3 separate regions of the Mus musculus genome follow, and regions 2 and 3 are each linked to region 1. A link is a contact called in public Hi-C data. All regions are on one chromosome and are shown on one strand. Each heading gives the region's core, a stretch centred on a gene start, on an enhancer-like site or on the middle of the called end of the contact. The rest is flanking DNA. Distances are from core to core; before and after follow the strand shown.

Evidence for each region. Hi-C and Micro-C count contacts between places; a contact is called where the count stands out from the background.
Region 2: a contact with region 1 is called in a Hi-C map of uterus, with 4 times the contacts expected there. The contact joins two enhancer-like sites. A contact is called at or near these places in 1 of 15 datasets of contacts at CTCF or cohesin (the NIH/3T3 cell line) and 2 of 484 Hi-C or Micro-C datasets (cortical neurons and uterus).
Region 3: a contact with region 1 is called in a Hi-C map of uterus, with 4 times the contacts expected there. The contact joins two enhancer-like sites. A contact is called at or near these places in 7 of 39 promoter capture datasets (the 3T3-L1 cell line, cranial neural crest, frontonasal cranial neural crest and 2 more), 2 of 15 datasets of contacts at CTCF or cohesin (both in the NIH/3T3 cell line), 26 of 484 Hi-C or Micro-C datasets (the Patski cell line, adipose-derived mesenchymal stem cells, brown adipocytes and 10 more), 2 of 115 datasets of contacts at active chromatin or transcription factors (embryonic fibroblasts and embryonic stem cells) and 1 of 9 other capture datasets (embryonic stem cells).

Annotation. Positions count from the first base shown.
Region 1 is chr6:117,069,762-117,073,970 of GRCm38.p6, forward strand. No RefSeq gene overlaps it. Among named protein-coding and RNA genes, the nearest start is that of 2810048H02Rik, 81 kb to the right of the region's middle. Within about 2 kb of position 1,715, at least 36 of the 459 cell types and tissues checked have an H3K27ac peak or open chromatin away from gene starts, as enhancers often do. A contact at or near this core is called in the NIH/3T3 cell line and uterus, where this site is marked.
Region 2 is chr6:117,427,626-117,431,834 of GRCm38.p6, forward strand. No RefSeq gene overlaps it. Among named protein-coding and RNA genes, the nearest start is that of 6820426E19Rik, 66 kb to the right of the region's middle. Within about 2 kb of position 2,401, at least 117 of the 459 cell types and tissues checked have an H3K27ac peak or open chromatin away from gene starts, as enhancers often do. A contact at or near this core is called in the NIH/3T3 cell line and uterus, where this site is marked.
Region 3 is chr6:116,765,643-116,769,851 of GRCm38.p6, forward strand. It overlaps the pseudogene Gm22882. Among named protein-coding and RNA genes, the nearest start is that of Gm36788, 7.5 kb to the right of the region's middle. Within about 2 kb of position 2,254, at least 14 of the 459 cell types and tissues checked have an H3K27ac peak or open chromatin away from gene starts, as enhancers often do. A contact at or near this core is called in uterus, where this site is marked.

The DNA.
Region 1 (4,209 bases), core at 465-2,964:
GTTCCAGATACTTTAAGCAAATTCTCCAGACAGGGAAGGACCTGTCCTTTGACCACACTGGAAGGTTTTCCATCCTACCTCAGGCACTGTGTTTTTTATATGTCCTTTCCTCCTGATTTTCTCCCTGTAGAGGGCTGACAGTTCTAGATAGCAAACTCTTCTCCCCGTTTTCAGTATAGCTTTTAACCTAAGCTTAACCAGCTAGTGTGTCTGCGCCCTGGAGAAAGTTGGTCAACTTCTCTAGGTCTCTACCACTGAATGGAATAGCCAATACCTGCCCGCCTCACAGTGGTTTCTGAGAATTATGGAGAAGCAGTGAAAGCATCCTGGGCTTCATGATGCTACCGTGCATAGTGACATTGATGCCATACATTCAGGGACTTCTGGGCCACCACAGCTTCACAGTCCCCCATTCCCATGAGTCTGTGCTACAACTTGACAAATGTTTGAGAACTTTTTGATGAAAATACCCTCAAAATGTGTACAGTGGGAGGGATCTGAAGTGTGCTTCTGTGGCACCTGTGCTTCCTGTCACTTGTCCCCAGGCTTCATCCCAGCACTTACTGCCCTCCCACTAGACACCTGCCTTCCTGTAGCAGGGACCACCATGTTCTAAAAAAAGCCTTAGTGGATTCCGTGTGCCACTTGTAAAGGCACCATCTAAAGCCAGGCTCACCCTCTACCCGTCTAAGTTCTTTTCTATCCTTTCATTAAATATGGCATGAATTTCATGTGACACGCCCTTCCTGTGTCTAAGAACAATACCATAATAGCCTAAAATTTTTAGTCTCTGGAAAATTCTGAAGAATGTTGCCAGGTTCAAAACTGGCATTTTTTTTCCTTTGAGTGCTATCTATCAGTTCTGGACATTTGTCTTGCCATGTCTCATCAATACTGTATTTACCTAGTGCTCACACTGGATTAGATATGATTTTTTAGTTATTTATTTTCTTTTATGTGTGTGGCTGTTCTGCTAGCATCTATGGGTGTACAGTATGTTCATACAATTCCTCAGATGCCAGAGAGGGCACTGGATCTCCAGAAACTGGAGTTCTAGGTGGTTGGGGACCACCATGTGGGTAGTGGGAACCAAACTCAGATCCTTTGCAAAGGCAGGAAATTCAATCACTCAAGCTCCCAAGATAATAGAACTGTAAAAAGAGAAAAAGTAAAGTGAGACTAAAACGATAGGCTACCCCATTATAGGCTTCTCTTCTTTGTACATATGACAGACAGTAAGAATATTCAGGAAATTGACTTGTCAGAGGATATTTAATAATAACACAAGAGTATACATGTTGAAAACTGAATAGAATTTCATTTAGGAAAGAAATTTCCTGGAAGCACACAAGACCGTGTGTGCCTGCTGTACAAGCAAACATGATGAGGACACGGTGGGAGCCTGGAGCTTAAACAGCTCGCAGCCTAATGGCATCTGATCTCCATGAGCTAAACCTATGGGTGCTTGGACCCATGCAGCCTGCTCTATGCCTGTCCACTGGGTGAAGCCCATGCATGCTTGGAGAAAGTCAGAGCTGGCAGCTACAAAAGAAGAGCAGTATTGATTTACTTATTTTGACTCCCATTCAAAAGCAACAACCACAAAATAAAAGTCACTTGGCAAAAATGGAGTGAGTGAGGAGGAGAGCTGACCTCCTAAAACAAGGATGTGATGAGCCATGTTTACTCACAGACCATCTGCAGGGCTGTCACAGCGAGGATGGGATGCTGAGCGCCAAACTGATGTTGCGTGGGCGTCACTTGAACATTTGTCTCTCTGGGCAACAGAGAGTAGTAACAGATTGTTCCGATTGAGACAAACCTTTCCCCTACTTTTTTGCCCAGTAACTTGCTTAAGTTGACACGTTTGTTGTTTCTCCTACACTTGACAATGACATCTGGGGAACACTCATTATTCTCAATATTTAATGTAGAATTAATGCTGAATTAATTAAAGTTGTGCTTCAGGCAGCTTTACTTATCTCCTCTAACAATAGCCTCTCCGGCTGCCATCTGACTCACTCAGGGTGGAAATCAACAGACACTTAGTGCATCACTGATACAGAAAAAGTGAAGACAGGGAATTGCACTCCCAATTCCCACCAATGGGCTATCAGCGTTGTCCTCTCTACATGTAGTTTTTGCGGACTCTGAACGCCATCCCCATGACTTTGCTTCTTGGAAGTGTGGGTGCTGTGCAGAAAGGATGTCAGGAATGTGTTTAGCAGATCATCATGAAAGACTTCTAGGGAGACTTGAGAAACAGTTATCCTAGCACAGGGACTGTGAACAGTCAGAGGCAGCCTCCTGAGGAGAAAGGATGACGTCAAGAACTCTAAGGGGGAAAAAAGTGATTCATGGAGTCACTGGGAAATAAATGGTCTTAACCACCCACCTTCTGAGAGAGTGACTCGACGGATCGTGCTGGATACCATGATGAGAAGTGACATCGGTGTTCATGATCTTCCCTGAAGAAAAGTAAAATGATTGAAATGGTGAATATATTATTTGCTAGTTGTGCTTTAAAAACGCCATCAGAGCTGTTACATCGTTTGTTCTTTGAAGCATCTTGAGAAGCAGACAGTTTTATTTCCAGTTCAGACAGAAGGAGAATAATAAAAGGAAAATGTTGAGTTTCTCCAGCGGGCAAGTCAAAGCTCGCACACAGACTGTGTCTACATCCTTCTCAGCCACTGTCTGTAACTTGAGTCTCGATCATTACCTCATTGGCTTGTTGTGAAACAAGTAATTAAAACAATGCCTAGAACTTACTGGATGATGCACTGTGGGCTTCTATTATAGTAGAACTGTTAAAAACTGTTCTGTGAGGTTAATTTAACTTGAACAGACTACTCCAAAAACACACTGCCAATGCAGGTAGTGCATACATTAAGGCTAAAATCTAAGCTCGTCTCAGGATCAAAAGAGAGCTCTGGGGAGATAGAAAATCTCTTGGGTTTTGCTCTTCCATCCCAAAGATAATAAAATTTTTCTTAAATGTCAGTGTAGTTACAAGTCTACTCACAATGGGCTATTGCTGCTTGTAATTGAGAAAAACTAGAGTGACCACATGCTGTCAGTAAATAAGTGATACAATAAGCCCAGGTCCAGTCACAAATAGACCCATCAGAAGCACCAGGAAATGGTGGGAAAATCTCCACCTTGTTATTATGCTTGTCGTGGATATTGTTTGAAGTGAGCAAAGCAAGACTGACAAGAACACATGTGCATGAGACAACTACTCATTCAAAAGCAAGGCAAATAAACACATACATATGATCGATCAACACATACTACAGATAATACAACCATACAAATATATTGCATAAACAATACAAATGTCAATACAAATATATTACAAGAGGATAAAGTAGAGAATTTTTTTGTGTGAGAATTTAGAAAATACTAACACATTAGATGTAAAAAAAAATTCTCAAAGAACAGAAGAACGTGTTCAGCCTGATCGATCTGATATAGAAGCCAGCTCACATTATGCCTGACAGTGAAGACAGCCTGCTGTCCCTGTGAGTAGACAGGACAGGGCAGTTCCTACCTCTCCATTCTTCCAGCCAGTGAAATAAAAATCTCATATGGTGTGAATTGTCTCCAGAAACCCATCCCTTACCATTGCCAAAAATACTTCTAGAATGACAACAATGGACTTTGTCATGGTTACAGTATATAAGATAAACATACAAAGACTATACTTCCACATCAAACACATAGAAATCAAAATTAAAAATATGCCACCTTCTACAAATGCTTACAAAACAATTAATCAACAGAATATGCACAAAGTTTATGGCTAAACGGTAAAAGTTACCAATGAAAGAAACACAAGACCTAACTCCATGAAGAGGCTCACCCATTTCCTGAGTTGGAAGATCCCTTGGGAGTAAAAATTCCAAATCCTCCTAAGGTTTTTGCCAACTTCTAATACTATCATTGTGAAAACTATCACAAGAATATAAAACACCTGATAATTGGAAAAATAAAAAAACATACAGCTTAAGTAATTTTGAAAAAGAAGAATAAAATGAAACTCTTCCTGCTTTGAGGATACACGTAGTTATGAGTGGTTAAGAGTCTGCGGTATTGGCACAGAAATAAACACATAGACTAATGGAGCCAAAGAGGCAGCCCCTAAGTGCATCTGAGCTATGCCCAAACCTTGACAGAGATGTAAAAGCAACTCAACAGAGGAAAGAC
Region 2 (4,209 bases), core at 1,151-3,650, 360 kb after region 1:
TTGAAGGTAGGTCTAGCCACCAAGAAGACATACCAGCTTGAAAGGTTCGCAACCCTCACCAGTGAGTTTTCTCCAGTGTCCTCATAAAACTCAGACTACAAAAAGATGGCGGTGGGTCCGACCCCGTTGCACACACAGGACAAACATTTATCATGTGGAAGGCCAAGCAGGCCCTTGTTTTGATCTCTTGTTTACATAGCCCAGCGCTCTGCAGTGTTCTAAGGAATCTCTGTCCCAGGCAGTCGTGGAGACCTCCTGGGGCCGACCTCTTCCCCCTCTGCCTGTTCTGCCATGTATGTTTTTGCAGCTTTCCCTGCCTCTGCTCACGTGACCACAGCCCTAGCTCATGCCTGCCAGGATTCAAGTGCACTAGCTGGAAGAGGCTTGGGAGCCTCACATCTGTGCCCTGCAGGAAGCAAACGCTGCTCACACCAGCACAGCTTCCTCTATTCTAAACACACTCCCAGGTGGCTTTTTTCCCCCTTCCTTCTTTCTTGTAGAAAAGAAAGCATTAAGGGTCATTCTGTCTCACCACGTGCAAGAAGCCAGAGTCGGACTGGAAAATAATAGCTCAGAGTGATGCACACCAGGTCGTTCTCAACATTGTTCAATGTCTGCGTGCAGGGTCTCCACAGACCTCCCGAATAAACTAGAAATGGAGGCTCCTGAGGCCACATAAGGACCAGAGTGGTATTAATAGGATTCTAGAATTTTCCACCTGAATGCCTTTGGTGTCTCCCATCTGAGAAGGCCATCTCCAACTTCCAGCTGCCCCAGTGACTCCATCTCACCAATCCTGATGGAGCCTGAGCAGGCTGCAAAAGGCTCCACGTGTGAGATGTGAGGCCTGGGAGAACAAACTCAGGCCCCAAAGCTCCCGTGTCTGCCCAGAGCTCCAGGCTCGGCTGCGCTCTCACTGTGGAGCATCCACATTCGCAGATGGGCTTAGCGTTTCTTCCTTCGGGGGGCGTTGTACCCTAAGCCTTGCGCTCAGACCCAGCCTCAATCAGAAACAGATGTGTTGTCATGGAATCCAGCCACTGCAGTAAGATGTGACCTTCGTGATCACATCAGCCTCATCCCAGAGGACCCTACCCCAGGCTGTTCTGTGAAACCCCTATACCTCTTCACCCAGACGAGGTTAAATAGCCAGATTTCAGACATTTCTGCCTCAATTCAAGAAATGCTCTTATTCCCATAAGACCTGATCACTTACCATCTTCAACCTGATTCCTAGGTCGCTTTGAACTTTAATATTCCCTCCGCACCATGGAAATCTATGTGTTTAGGAAGACTGCTAAAAGCTGAATGCTGGTGGGCCTCCGAAGGATTCAGTTACTTCTTCATTTTTTTTTTTTTTTTTTTTTTTTTGGTGCTAAGGGTATTGAGCCCAGGGCCTTGCTCACACTGAACATGCTCGCTGCTAAGCAGCACTTCTAGTTTGAAACACACATTCTTAGGGCAGGGCAAATCTGCTTCTGAGAAATGTATCAAGCCCCTATACTGTTGGTCGGCTCACAGTTAATTCAGCATCTATTATGCTCTTACTCACGAAAGACATCTGTGTAGAGAGGGTGGCACCAAGACACAGGTCTATTTTCCAAATACTGTGCATGGCCTCAAGGAAAGAAAGAAGGATAGAGACTCGACTCAGCATCCTCCTTCATCAGTCACAAAATTACAGTGTGGTAAGAAATACAAAAGCAAGGGACCCCCCACCTCCACCACCCCCCATCCTGCTTTCCGTCTACCCCCAGCTCTGTGGAAGCATTTCCTAAGGAAGGTAGCCATTGACATTCTAACTGGCACCTGAATAAGGATGCTGTCCACATGGGAAAAGCCACAGCAAAGCTCACCTCACCCTGGGCTGAGGAAGAGAACTTCTGCTCTGACCTGAGAGCAGTAGACATGGGTGTGATGGGGCTGAGTGAGATCCAGGGGGTTCAGCCTCGGAGTCCAGGGAGCTGGGTAATTCTCCATAATTCCAGGATGTGAACGCCGTGGGAAGCTGTGCGCATGCCGCAGCCCTTTCTTGGCTAAAAGGTGGAGAAAGAATCCCCTCGAGGCTCACCAGTCCATCTGGTCACCTCCTGTGCTTTTTGAAGCCAGTTAAAAATGTAACCCTCCTCCACACTGTCCCTTGCCTTTCTGGCAGACACAGTGAGCCTTTTGTCCCCCAGCTTACCCTAGAACCTGCCTGTTCTCACCATAGCGTTCAATCCAGCTCTCAGGACTGTGTCCACCCACCTGCCTCATTACCCCAATGAGGGCTGGGTCAGTACCACCATGTAGCGTTTCTCAAGAAGTGGAAAATACAGCCCATGTTTTGAACGCCCTACGGAGCCCACAGAAGCACACAGCAAGTGTTTGGAGGTGAACAGGGATGACAGAACAGATGGCTAAGAAGTGTTTCCAGTGGCATTGAAAGGCCATAAACATGAGAAACTGCTGGAGTCTCAGGGAGGCAAAGCATGAGACAGGGAAACTAAAGGAGCTCTGCCTTTCCTCCTAGGAGATTCTCCAACAGAAAAGAGGCCTGGAAGTTCATAGGACTTAGCTGCTAAACTGGAGAATGGAGTGTTCAGTGGCCTCAATGGCCACAGCTAGTTGTAGTTAACGTCCACTAATTGCTTTTAGTGGACAAGGCACTGGGCTGGCTTCACTGAAGGACTGGATGCAGACTAACCAGTACCAGACAATGTGATGCTTTCCCCGTTTTCTGAAGGTTGGATGGACCCTCAGGGAGCTGGCATGAGAGAAAGAACCTGGCCCTCCACAGGCAGAGTTAGTGTGGCTGTGGCTAAGCTCTCCCACAGCACACCGTGTTAGCCTCTTTGTAAGGAGAGCATGCATCTCAGATGTGGATAATGCAGCTGGTAGATAGAAATGTAAGTAGGCATGATTTGCTGAGGGGAACATTCACCATCACGGCCTTAAGCCTGGGTAGTGTTGTTGTTGTTGTTGGTGGTGGTGGTGGTGGTGTTTAAGTCCATTTTAACTTGGTTCTGTCACTGTTGTTTTTGTTCTTGGGGTTTGAGACGAAGTTTCATCATGCAGTCTTGACTGGTTTTGAACTCAGAACCGACTTGATTTCTTCTGGCTACTGCAGACACAATGACAGTTCTTTGCTTGGAGACTTTTGGAGCACTACAGACTGTTAATAGCATCCTTGGTTCCTACGAATAGATGCCAACAGTACCTCTTCCTCAGTGATGACAACCAAGCAGACATTGCAAATGCCTCCAGGTGGGAGGGTACTTGATTATTTATTTATTTATTTATTTATATTGCAAGCCATGCATACCCCCTAAACTCGGTCACCAGGTGTGTCTGTCTCATAGTTTTCTGGGCCCTGCTGCTGGCTCTCCTCCGTCACCACACCACCCGAATGACTTAAAGCACGGCAAGCTGCCCACGTTCTCCCGCAGACTCTGATTTCTCTAGGCTGCTTCTCCAACTAACTTATGCTAGCCAAGTGACTCACTGCGCTCACTCAGCAATTGGATCCAACAGACAGCACTCACATACAGCCTGATGTCACCACCACCCTCAGAGGTACTTCCATTGTTCACCACCACCCCACCACCTGTGTGCTCATTCTCTCATTCAGTCCTCCTGCAAGGCCCACGAAGTGGTGACCCGTCCTCCTTGGATGCCCCCCTCACTGACTCTTGCTTGTCCCTCAAAGAGGAGCCCATTGCAGGTTTCACATCTCTTTTAGCATGAGGAAATTAGAAAGGACTGGTGAAACTCTTGTCAAAGTACTTCCTGCTTGAAAGGCCTGGAGGGAAGCCAAATTCACTGCCCCCTGGCTGACATCCCCTGCAATGGCCACTCTGCAAATGAACTCCAGAGAAGAGGAGATCTGGGTGGTCCTTCCAGAGAGACTTTAAATTCAGTCTTCGGCTCTGGAGCAAATAAACACCTGTCAGATGCTTAAACTTGTAGATCACACAGTGTGGAGCACAGTGCATGGTGTCTTAGGACTGCGCCTTCCACATGGTGTGACCCCACAGTGTATGGTGCCTTAGGGCCCAGGCACCGGTGCTTACTCAGCTGCATCAGGGCATGACCACAAGCACCGGAAACCACAGAGAGCACATCGACTCTTTACTTCCGCAAGCATGCAGCTATCAGGAGCTGCAAACCCACTCTGCAATGAAGCTGTGATTCAGGCTTGCCTGTGTGTCGAGCATACAGCCCTGATGT
Region 3 (4,209 bases), core at 1,004-3,503, 300 kb before region 1:
TGCAGGCTATGTAACGTAGGGGTGACTACGTTTTGTTTGGTTTTGGTTTTTGTTTTTGTCAGAAAAGCTGTTACTGTTTTGCAGATGCTTCTCCTCATCGTCCAATGTATGACTGCGATGGTATGATTTCCCCTTAAGTAGAAGAACACGGGGAAAAACACTGATGGATTTCCAGGTCATTAAGGAACCAGCCTTGCGTTCTTGGGAGGTACCCTAGCTAGTCAGGGTGCACTGTCTGTTGGATTTGGCTTGCCAAAGTTAGGCTTTAAGTGAATATGCTTGCTTTGCGCACCTGTGTTTGCATCTGTGCTCATGGGGTTATCTGTCTGGAGTTTCTGTTACTTGTAACATTTTTGATGGAGTTATAGTATTAAATGGTTTCTTGCAACAATCTGAGCAGTAGTCGATTCTGTACAATTTCCTGGAAGACTGGAATCAAAATGAACTAACCTTTCAATGTTAGGTGAAAGGCCATCCGAAGCTGAGATTTTCTATGTGGGATTTTTTATAAAAGTATAATGTATAATAACAGAGATAGGATTATTTAACATTGTGTGTTTTATTTTAAGTACACACATTTCCTTCAAGGGCTTTGACACTTTAACTTATCAATATATTAAGTTTTTCATAACATTGTCTTATTTTCCTTTGGACATCTGTAGAATCTGCAGGGCTGCCAGCATCCCTCTTCTGTTAGCAGCTGGGCCACTCTTCCCTCCCATCCTTTCCCTTTCTCTTCTTGCTCCTCCCTCTCCTCCAACAATCTGACCACTGGGCTATCAGGGTTTGTTGTTTGTTTGTTTGAGACACAATCTCTCTATGCAGACTTGACTGTCCTGGAACACACTCTGTAGACCAGGATGGCCTTGAACTCACAGAGATCCTCCTGCCTCTGTCTCCTGAGGACTAGGATAAAAGGTGTCCCCCCCCCCCATGCCCTGTGGTTTGTCAATTTTATTGACTGTCTAAAAATTTTTTCCAGGTCATAATTTTTTGTTTTCCTGTCTTCTACTGTAGTAATGTATTATCTTATTTTGCTTCTTCTTTCCCTTCTGTTTCTTCTATATCTAATTTAATGTTCTTTGTCTTGGTTTCTAAAAGGGAAGTTGAAGTCATAGACTGGTCTGAAGTCATGAGAGCATTCTTGCTTTTTAACTTAATTTGGGGTTGTAGATTTCTTTCCAAGATTTGTTTCCCACCCAATTGTGTTATGCTGTGCATTGGCAGTCAGTTCACTGGGCTTCTGTCTCATCTTGCCTGTTGGAAGGCACAGACACTTTTTATTGGGTGTTATACATTATTACTTTTTTTTCTTATTTTGTGGTGACTGTTTTTGTATCCTTGCATATACCTCTGAGCTTGCTGTTGAGCTTCACTCTCATCCTGGCTACAGACAAGATGGCTCTATCTAGGTTCTGCCTGTATGAGTTCTTAGGGAATCAGTTCTCAACCTCTGGGTCGTGACCCACTTTCACAGTGACCCCATTCACAGGGGTCGCATATCAGATATTTACATCATGATCATAACAGTAGCACAATTATAGTTATGAAGTAACAACAACATGAGGAACTGTATTAAAGGGTTAGAGCATTAGGAAGGTTGAGAACCACCGCCTTAGGGGACCTGCGTTTTACTGTAACTACTAACGGCCTTGCCTGAAACGAGGGTTTCTGATGGTTCAGTGACCCTGCTAGTGGCCAGGACCTGCCCTGGCTTTCTGTGTCTCTTTCCCTCCAGTCCTCTCCAGTGGCTCTCCTGGTCATCTCCTCATTTGCATCTATGGATCGTTCTGGGGCTTACAGGAGCTTCTGCATCTCCAGTGCATGCAATGCTCCCTCTGTCCAGGTTCCTAGCCTGGGCTTAGGTGGGCGCTCTGACTTGCGCAGCCATATGCTTCCTCAGTCACACTTTCAAAGGCATGGCCTGGATCCTCTCCGGTCAGTGACGTGGATCAATCACGCGGCTCTTTGTCTGTGCTACTTTTCAAAACTTCTTTCGTCAGCAATTCATTTTCCCCCCTTTTGTTATTTCATATGGGCAGGTCCCGTTAACCTCATCTTGACTATTTCATCTAATTACAGTCTTACAGATAACAGGGGATGTTATTTTTCCTACTGTACAAAGAAGGAGCACTCCACTTGGGTAACTAATTCCTTAGGATCTAGGTCTGGAATGTCGAGGCACCGGTGAAGAACCGGGCTTTGGTCAACTTTTGAGCTAGGGCCGCAGGATCTGTGGCGGCAGCAGTGTCCACTAGGGGGCGGCAGAGGCCCGGCGTGCTCTGGTTCATCCTTGGGCTTTCCCTTTGCTTCCTCCCTCTAATGCTAATTCTTGCAAGTTCCTTACAACCCTGGCGACTTCTAAGCTTATCCCGGTTGCTCCACAGCTTTGCTTCTTGGACTGTGGGATGAGACACTCCTCACAGCTTTTCGTTGCAAGTAAACAGAGAACAGAAGTCACAGCAACTTGGAAATAAAGATGTGCAAAGACTGGCTGGATTTGGACGGTCACTAGTTTTCTGGCTGTCTTCTCTACAGTTTGGCTTTGTTTTCAGACTCTTTTCCCACTTAGTCAACCAGCTGCCTGCTGCTGTTCTAGCCTCACATCAAACAATGCAGAAAAAGTGAGATCTTCTTAGGCCACCCATAAGTCTTGGCTCTACTTGATGGGATCAAATGTGGGGTACACAGGTTTCCTCCAAACCCTGACAACAGCGGCCTACCGAAGCAAGGACTGGCTTGGGTCAAGTATGTTTCGCAGTCAATGTCTGTGCTAAACAGGCTGAGAGTCTGCACTTATCTCAAGCTAGTAAGAGCCGACCTTAGGAGCTGGGGTGCAGGCCAACCCCTTGAAAGCACACCAACGCATGCTGTAAGAGCAGCTGAGGCATGTTGGTAAGCATTTATAGATATTCATAATGGGAGAGTCCACAGGGCCAGGATCAGACCCAAGGCCCTAACAAGTGTTCTCTGTGTGAGCTGCTACCTAAGGGCTCCCTGCAGACTCAAAAGCAGCTCACAGCCACAGAGGGTTTGTAGCTCCTGCCCTGAGAAGCCAGTGAGGTGAGGGCTGGGATCTGACCTATTTATAGTCTGGTTCCTTTGCTGTCTCAGAATAGAGTAACCACCAGGCATAATGCTAAGATTGAGTAAGTATCTAAAGGTCTTCAGAGAACGCACTGCTTACTTAGAAGGGAGGAATGTCAGTAGATACAGCACGGAACTAAGAGAGCCTGTGGGAGCTACGCATGTACATGAGGCTAAAGGTGCACACAGTGACAGCATTTCCTTTAGCTTGTGGAGGCCAATCTGTGCCTTAGAGAGAGCATCTTCATGATTTGATGGATCAGGGAAATGAGCCATGGGAAGAAGGGATGGACCTGGCAGGAGTTGGAGGAAACGGGAACCAAATACCAGTAAACTTAGAAGTCCAGGGCTCATCACTTCCTTTGTCTCCAAAACACATATAGTTTGTTGATGTTACTTGATAGTTTCAAATCCTAACATCCTGAAATGGGATGTGGGGTGGAAAGCACAAACAAAACAAAACAATGAGCCACACCTGCCTCTGATGAAGGTGTTAGATACTCGGTCCCCAGGCACAGGCTGCAGAAGACAGCTGCGGGTGTCAGGTGTGTGCAGGAAAGCTATATCTCCCTCCACATTCCCCGTAACTTGTACACATTGAGTAGGGTTTCAAACCCGGCTGCCTTGGCAGTGAGATGGTTCTTTGGCTCCTCAGCACTCCAGATTTGTGACATCAGAAAGGTAGACTGGTTTTTCTGCTCTTGAAAAAAAAAGAAGGGTTGTTTCTCTAGCTGAGGGAGAGATAGACACATGGGTAGCTGGCATAAGTTTCTACGTTGGCAGGGTGATGAACTTAACAACTGGCTTCTCATGAGAACCCCTGCAGTGCAAATGCGCACCATCCACTACCTGCAGCGATCAGCTCTCCGTGTTTCTTCTGGGCATTGCCTTCTTCTTGGCGCAGCCTTTTATCAGGGACAAGGACTGACCCTCAAGGGGCAAAGCACAGTCAAAGCCACTTGTATTATTTACCTAGACGTTGGCAGGACCACATGTCATTTTTCTGGGGGTGGGGGTGGGGGGAGGAAGGAAGGAAGGAAGAGAGAAAGGAAGGAAGGAAGGGTTTATTTTGGTTCCTGATTTAGAGATTTCAGTCCTCCGGTGTCAGGCCCGATGCACTCG